2 separate regions of the Sus scrofa genome follow, and region 1 is linked to region 2. The links are chromatin contacts, called in public HiChIP or PLAC-seq maps. All regions are on one chromosome and are shown on one strand. Each heading gives the region's core, a stretch centred on a gene start, on an enhancer-like site or on the middle of the called end of the contact. The rest is flanking DNA. Distances are from core to core; before and after follow the strand shown.

What was found. HiChIP or PLAC-seq counts read pairs in DNA pulled down with a chosen protein or histone mark.
Region 1: an H3K27ac HiChIP or PLAC-seq map of alveolar macrophages shows a contact between it and region 2. The contact joins the promoter of LOC100624950 here to the promoter of AMPD2 in region 2. A contact is called at or near these places in 2 of 5 promoter capture datasets (fetal liver and liver), 3 of 47 Hi-C or Micro-C datasets (embryonic fibroblasts, retroperitoneal adipose tissue and skeletal muscle) and 1 of 2 datasets of contacts at active chromatin or transcription factors (alveolar macrophages).

The regions. Positions count from the first base shown.
Region 1 is chr4:110,634,521-110,637,220 of Sscrofa11.1, forward strand. LOC100624950 (cytochrome b561 domain-containing protein 1) reads right to left here and starts at 1,418. Exons shown (of 3, transcript XM_003355263.4): 1 at 1,175-1,418; 2 at 613-650; 3 at 1-55. The coding sequence starts at 1,322.
Region 2 is chr4:110,503,736-110,506,435 of Sscrofa11.1, forward strand. It overlaps AMPD2 (AMP deaminase 2), which reads right to left and starts at 1,388. Exons shown (of 18, transcript XM_021090067.1): 1 at 917-1,388. The coding sequence starts at 926.

The DNA of each region.
Region 1 (2,700 bases), core at 168-2,667, 130 kb after region 2:
ACGGGGAGTGCTCAGGCGAGAAGAGTAGGATGGCCTCAGCCATGCAGAGGCAGAACTGTGAACATAGGAGAGGGCTAGTGAGCCTCAGGCCCAGCTTGGAGGCCTAAGAAAAAGGAGGTGCCCTCATATATTCAAACAATGAGGACAAAGGGTGGGGGCTAAGAACTCCCACCAGGACCCCCTGCCTCCCAGGTCAGCATTTCTGGGCAGAATTGGGAATCCACACTTCAATGATTCAGGCTGACATCCAGCCCCCTCCCCACCCCCTCCACAATGACTCCCACGTCTTGACCAAGGGGAAGGGCAAATGGTAAACTTCCTACTGAACTTTGGGGATCGGGAGCGACTGGAGAACACCCTTCCAATTCCTCCTTTCAGGCCTTAGCAGAGAAAAAATGGTGTCTTCCACGCCCTCCACCCCCTTCAACCACCTGACACTACCTAGAGCCCAGCCTTCTGTGTGCCCTGATCTCCTAAGTTGCAGGGAAAGATGGGGCCCTGGCCATTTCCCCCACCTCTCTGAGCCTTAGAAAGGCTGAGCCTTCTCAAGGCTGGATGCTTCCTTAGGGGAATATCCAAACAAATCACCTGCAGAAAGAAGCCCAAACTCACCGCCAAGGCCATGAATACAGGGTGCCAGGAGAAAAAACCTAAGAATCAAAGAGAACAGACTGACGGCTGGGCACCATTCTTTCTGCCCGCGTTTGGCCGGCTGGAGCCCAAAGAATCTGGCTGGAGAAGAAAAGTCACAGTGTACTATCTCCAACACTAATCAGCAATCAGGAACTCAGCACAAAGTGGAGCAACCAAGAGGGCAAACAAACCAGTTTGGCCCGAGTTCCCAATTCAGCGCCTCGCAGCAATCAGCCAAGTCCTAGAATAGATCGTGGCCTCCCTCCTTTACTTAGATCGTCCGTGAGGGGCTCCGCTTATGATGAACTAGTGAGTTTATTCCGTTCACTTCAGTCGTCTCCTCTCCTCCCGGCACCCAAAGCCCCACCCTTCCAGGACCCACCCCCAGGGCCACGCCCCACCACGCCCTTACTACCCTTCCACAGTCCGCCCCTCCACTGCTAGGGTCCCCACTCCACGCTTCTCCTAGCGCTCCCGGGCTCTGCCCCTCCAGCATCTCGGCTCCGCCCCGTCCCCTGGCCCCGCCCCCGTGCCCACTCACTGGTTCCCGGCCGGGACAGCACAGTCAGAAAGATGGTGAAGCCCAAAGCGACCAGGTGTGCCAAGATCCCACAGCCTCTCCGCAGCCAACGCGTCAGTCTCGGCTCCCTCGGCGGAGCGGGAACCAGACCTACCTCCAGGGGCTGCATGGCGGTCCCCGGCCGCCGCACCCTCCCAGCTGCCGGGGCACGTCTTCCGGGTTTGCGATCGCGGAGGCGGCCTTGGCTGCGGGAGAAGCTCCTCCCCAGGACGCCGCCGGCAATACGGCGGATGCGCCCACAGCGCCCTCTGGGGGCTGGGGGGAAAGAGCCTCGGCCCCGGAGAGCCCCGAGGGCAGAAGGCGACTGGACAGCTCCCGGCCCAGCGCTTTCCTTCAGCCAGCCTCATTTGCATTTTGATGTCTACAAGGGCTTATGGGGCTGGTGTCTCAGGCAGCCTGTGGAAATTATGTTTATGACAACTGATTTCACCCACATCACAAATCTGGTACACTGGGCCAAGCGTGTGAAACCCGTGTTTTGAGCAGTTTTCCAGAAATACTGAATTTCCCCGGTTGGCCACTGTCTCCCATCATCCCTTCTTTCGTCTTAAGGGAATAAGATTCCCCTCTGCTTAAAAGTAAGAAGACTGAAAGAATAAAGCTAGAATCTGGTGCCCTGTGCCTGGTAAATTCAGGGTTGAGGACCAAAGGCGGGCCATGCAACAGTCCTATCCCCTATCTGCGCAGTGGTTGTTGTCCCCAGTGAGACAAATGGAAAAACTAGGGCACTCCCAGCGCTGGCCGCCTCCACACCATCTGCTCAGCCCTGGGGAGCCAGGTGATCCTGAGGGACTGGGGCCTCCCACATGCCCGCTGCCTCCCACATCAAGGGAAGTTCTGTATGTGATCATACCCTTTTCCTTCCTGCCTCCAAAAAAGGTGTGGTTCGGCTTAAAGAGGTTGCGCCCCTTCCTTATGGGTAAACCCACAGGTCAGGGAGAAAAAGGGACCAAAGCAGGCCGTCCTGGGTGCAGTTACCCACTTAAGCTCCAGTGGCTGAGAAAATAAGGCTGCTAGCAAGAGGCAGGAAGAGCTGAAGAAACGTGAGGCAATAATGTGGAGACAGGATGGAGGCCTAGGGTTGCTCAAAGACCAGAGAAGAGCCACAAGCTGATGCCCACAGACCCTCAAGGCAAAGATCCAAGAGCCGGGCCAGGGGTGTGGCTCCCCTCCCCCATCCGGTCTCCTTTCCTAATGGGACTGTAGTTCCTGTGGCTGTTGCTCACTCAGAGCTGGAGCCGCACATGCCTCCTCATCCTGAGACTCCCACAGTGATTCCACCCCCAGCCATTTCCACAGTTTTAAAGGACAAAAAATGTACAAGCCTAAGAGACTTTTCTGCAGGCAAGCGATGGGAGCTGGAGCCTGGCTGCCTATCATCTCAGCCTCCTGGGGTGCGGATGGGGACAGTAAGGACACTCGTTTTGTTACATTTCTTTGCTTCCTTCTCTATGTTTGTTTTTGTATTTTCTTAGCAGCAACAGAAC
Region 2 (2,700 bases), core at 138-2,637:
AGGGATATTTGGCAGTGGGTTTGCCGGGGCCAGATGAATAGGATGCCATGGCTCCAGCCGCGGAGATGGCGGGGGGAGTCTGAGCCGCACCAGCTGGGCCTGGCTCTGCCACATCCAACCCCTTTCTCTGCCCCGCCCCCAGCGGGAGTGACTGATGCAGGAAGCAGAGGCCCCGCCAGCGGAAGAGGCCCTGGCCACGATTTCTGATGTTGTCTAGGCAACCTCGGGGGCGGGGGGGCCTCCATCCCCTCCTCTCCTCAGTCCCCAGAGTGACAGAGTGACGTGACTGAGGATAGCTGGGCCTGCGGAGTGGAGGTGAGGCAACGAGATGGGGCAGGGCCAGCCCTAGCACTCCACCAACCCCATCCGAGCCCTTGTCCCTTGCCAGGGCTCTGGAGCAAAAGAGTCAAAGTCCAGGCTAACTGGTCCAGCCAGCCTGGGAGAAAAAAATAATGATAAAGAGGGGTCCCCAAGCTCAGAACACTTTCTGAGCAGGCGGACTCTATGAAGACCCAGCCCCTCTGGGAGCAGAGTCCTCTCATATCCTCTGACACACACACACACACACACCCCACCCGGCCAAAGGGCCAGCCCACCTCTGGGAGGATGAGGTCGAACTGAGAATCCCAGCCCAGCAGGGAGGAGCCTGTCTTAGGAAAATTCCACTGTCCAGCAGAAGCTACCCTGTAGGAAGGCAGGAAGGCTGCGAAGCAAGGGCTTCTGGGGGTCTGGTAAAGAGACCCCAGCCGCTTCTGACTTTCCCTTCTGTCTTTCCACGCTCAGGCTCTGCTGTCCAGGCCCTCCCCCAGGAGAAGCTGGCTGCCTCCCCTAGGTCTGCAGGTTGTGCCCACCCTCTTGTCACTCTGACCACTGCTCTTCTCTGTCCCAGAGACCCTGCCCCCCACACCCCACTCACCTGAGGCCATGCTGCTCGAGCCCTGTGCGGTACCGGGGAGTCTGCTCGCCAGGGTCTACACCGCCGGGAAGCCAGGTGGCGAGGAAAGGGAAGAGGGCTGGGGTCCAGACCCCGCCAAGTCGCTCTAAGGACCCCTGCCCTGGCACTAAGATGGAAGGAGTAAAGCAGTCCTTCAAAATTGCCGGCAGGTGGGAGGCAGATCCCTGCCGACCTGGGCCGCGGCACCGGCCTTAGAGACCCCGGAGTCCCACCCCCGGGCCCCGCACTCGAGAGGCAGGCAGGCCACGTGCTCCCCAGAGAGCGGGACCCGGAACTCGTCTGGGTTTCTCTCCACACTTTCTGGGTATGCGGGGTCGGACTCCGGTAGCTGCACTGTGGGGGAGTCACGCAACAAGTGTGACCCCACCGAAACCTCGCCAGCGCCGGCGCGCGTCTCTGCGGCCCCGCCGGGTCCGTGGCCCCGCCCCTTTCCGACCCGCCCCCGCCAGCCGGCCCCGCCCCCGCCCTTTTTCCTCTTCCCGGAGCCACGTGGGCAGCAGCCACTCGGCATCGGCCCGGCAGCGTCTTGGGCAAGTTCTGTGCGTCAGCTTCCTCACCCGTAAAATCAGATGGGGTAATCGCGGTGCCTCATTCAAAAGGGTTATTGTGAGGATTAAACGTTAAAACACCTTTGCACGGTGCCTGGCACAAAGCCAGAGCCCAATAAAAGATAGCTCTTATTATTGTTCTGGGATTCTCTTTTAGCAGAGGCCCTAGCCGGCGTTCTTAATCTAGGTCGTCGGTTTTCTTACACAGGCAGGCGGAGCTAGGCAGGGGGGGCCCTGCAATTCTGGCTCCCTTTCCCACATTTATTTCTATATTTATTGGTTGAGAGCGTAGGTTCTGTAGCCAGAATGCCTGGGTTCAATTCCAGACTCCTTCCTGACTGCCGCTGGGATGTTATTAACTTCTCTGTGCTTTCATTTTCTCTGTAAGAAGAGTGTGAGAGACCCTGCTTTAGATGGTTGTTTTTAGGATAAATGAATAGAAGTGAAGTGCTTAGAACAGTGCTTGGCTTGTAATTACCACTAAGTTAATGATAGTTATCATGGATCTGTCCTTGGCCTTGGTCCCCTGTTGCCACTCTCACGGTTCATTCACCTTGCAGCCGGTAAAGAACTGCAGATACCTCGCCCAACCAGCACCCCTACTCACAAGTGGCAGAGGATCCTACCTAAAGGAAAGCTGGGGGCCAGTGGGGCGGCGGCTGCAGCGGGGAGAAGGCCTGATAAGGTCTCTGGACATAATTAAGCATATTAGCAGCAATTTCTCTTTTCCTGATCTCTTTGCCTCGTGGGAGCCCTTTGACCCCACACGCCCACTTGTACTAATGCTGTTTGCCCAGCTCCTCCCAGTTCTCACCACCTCCACAGCCAAATTCCCTCCCAAACTCTGCCTCCCCCACTCCTCTCCAGGCTGGATTGTGAACCCTGAACCCTGTTCTCTCCCTACATATGGTTCTGCCTCCATTGATCCCTACCTCCTGCTCCTCACCCAGAACAAACCGGAAAAGCCATGGCCTCCATAAGCAAAGGGACGGAGGGAGTTCACCCCACAAAGAAGCAATAAAACCAAAAATAGAACAAGAAGATACCATGTTTACCCATCAAATTAGCAAAGATTAAAGGAAAAAAAACGTTGCCAAGAGGGAGGAGGGAGTGGGATGGACTGGGAGTCTGGGGTTAATAGATGCAAACTATTGCCTTTGGAATGGATAAGCAATGAGATCCTGCCTCATAGCACTG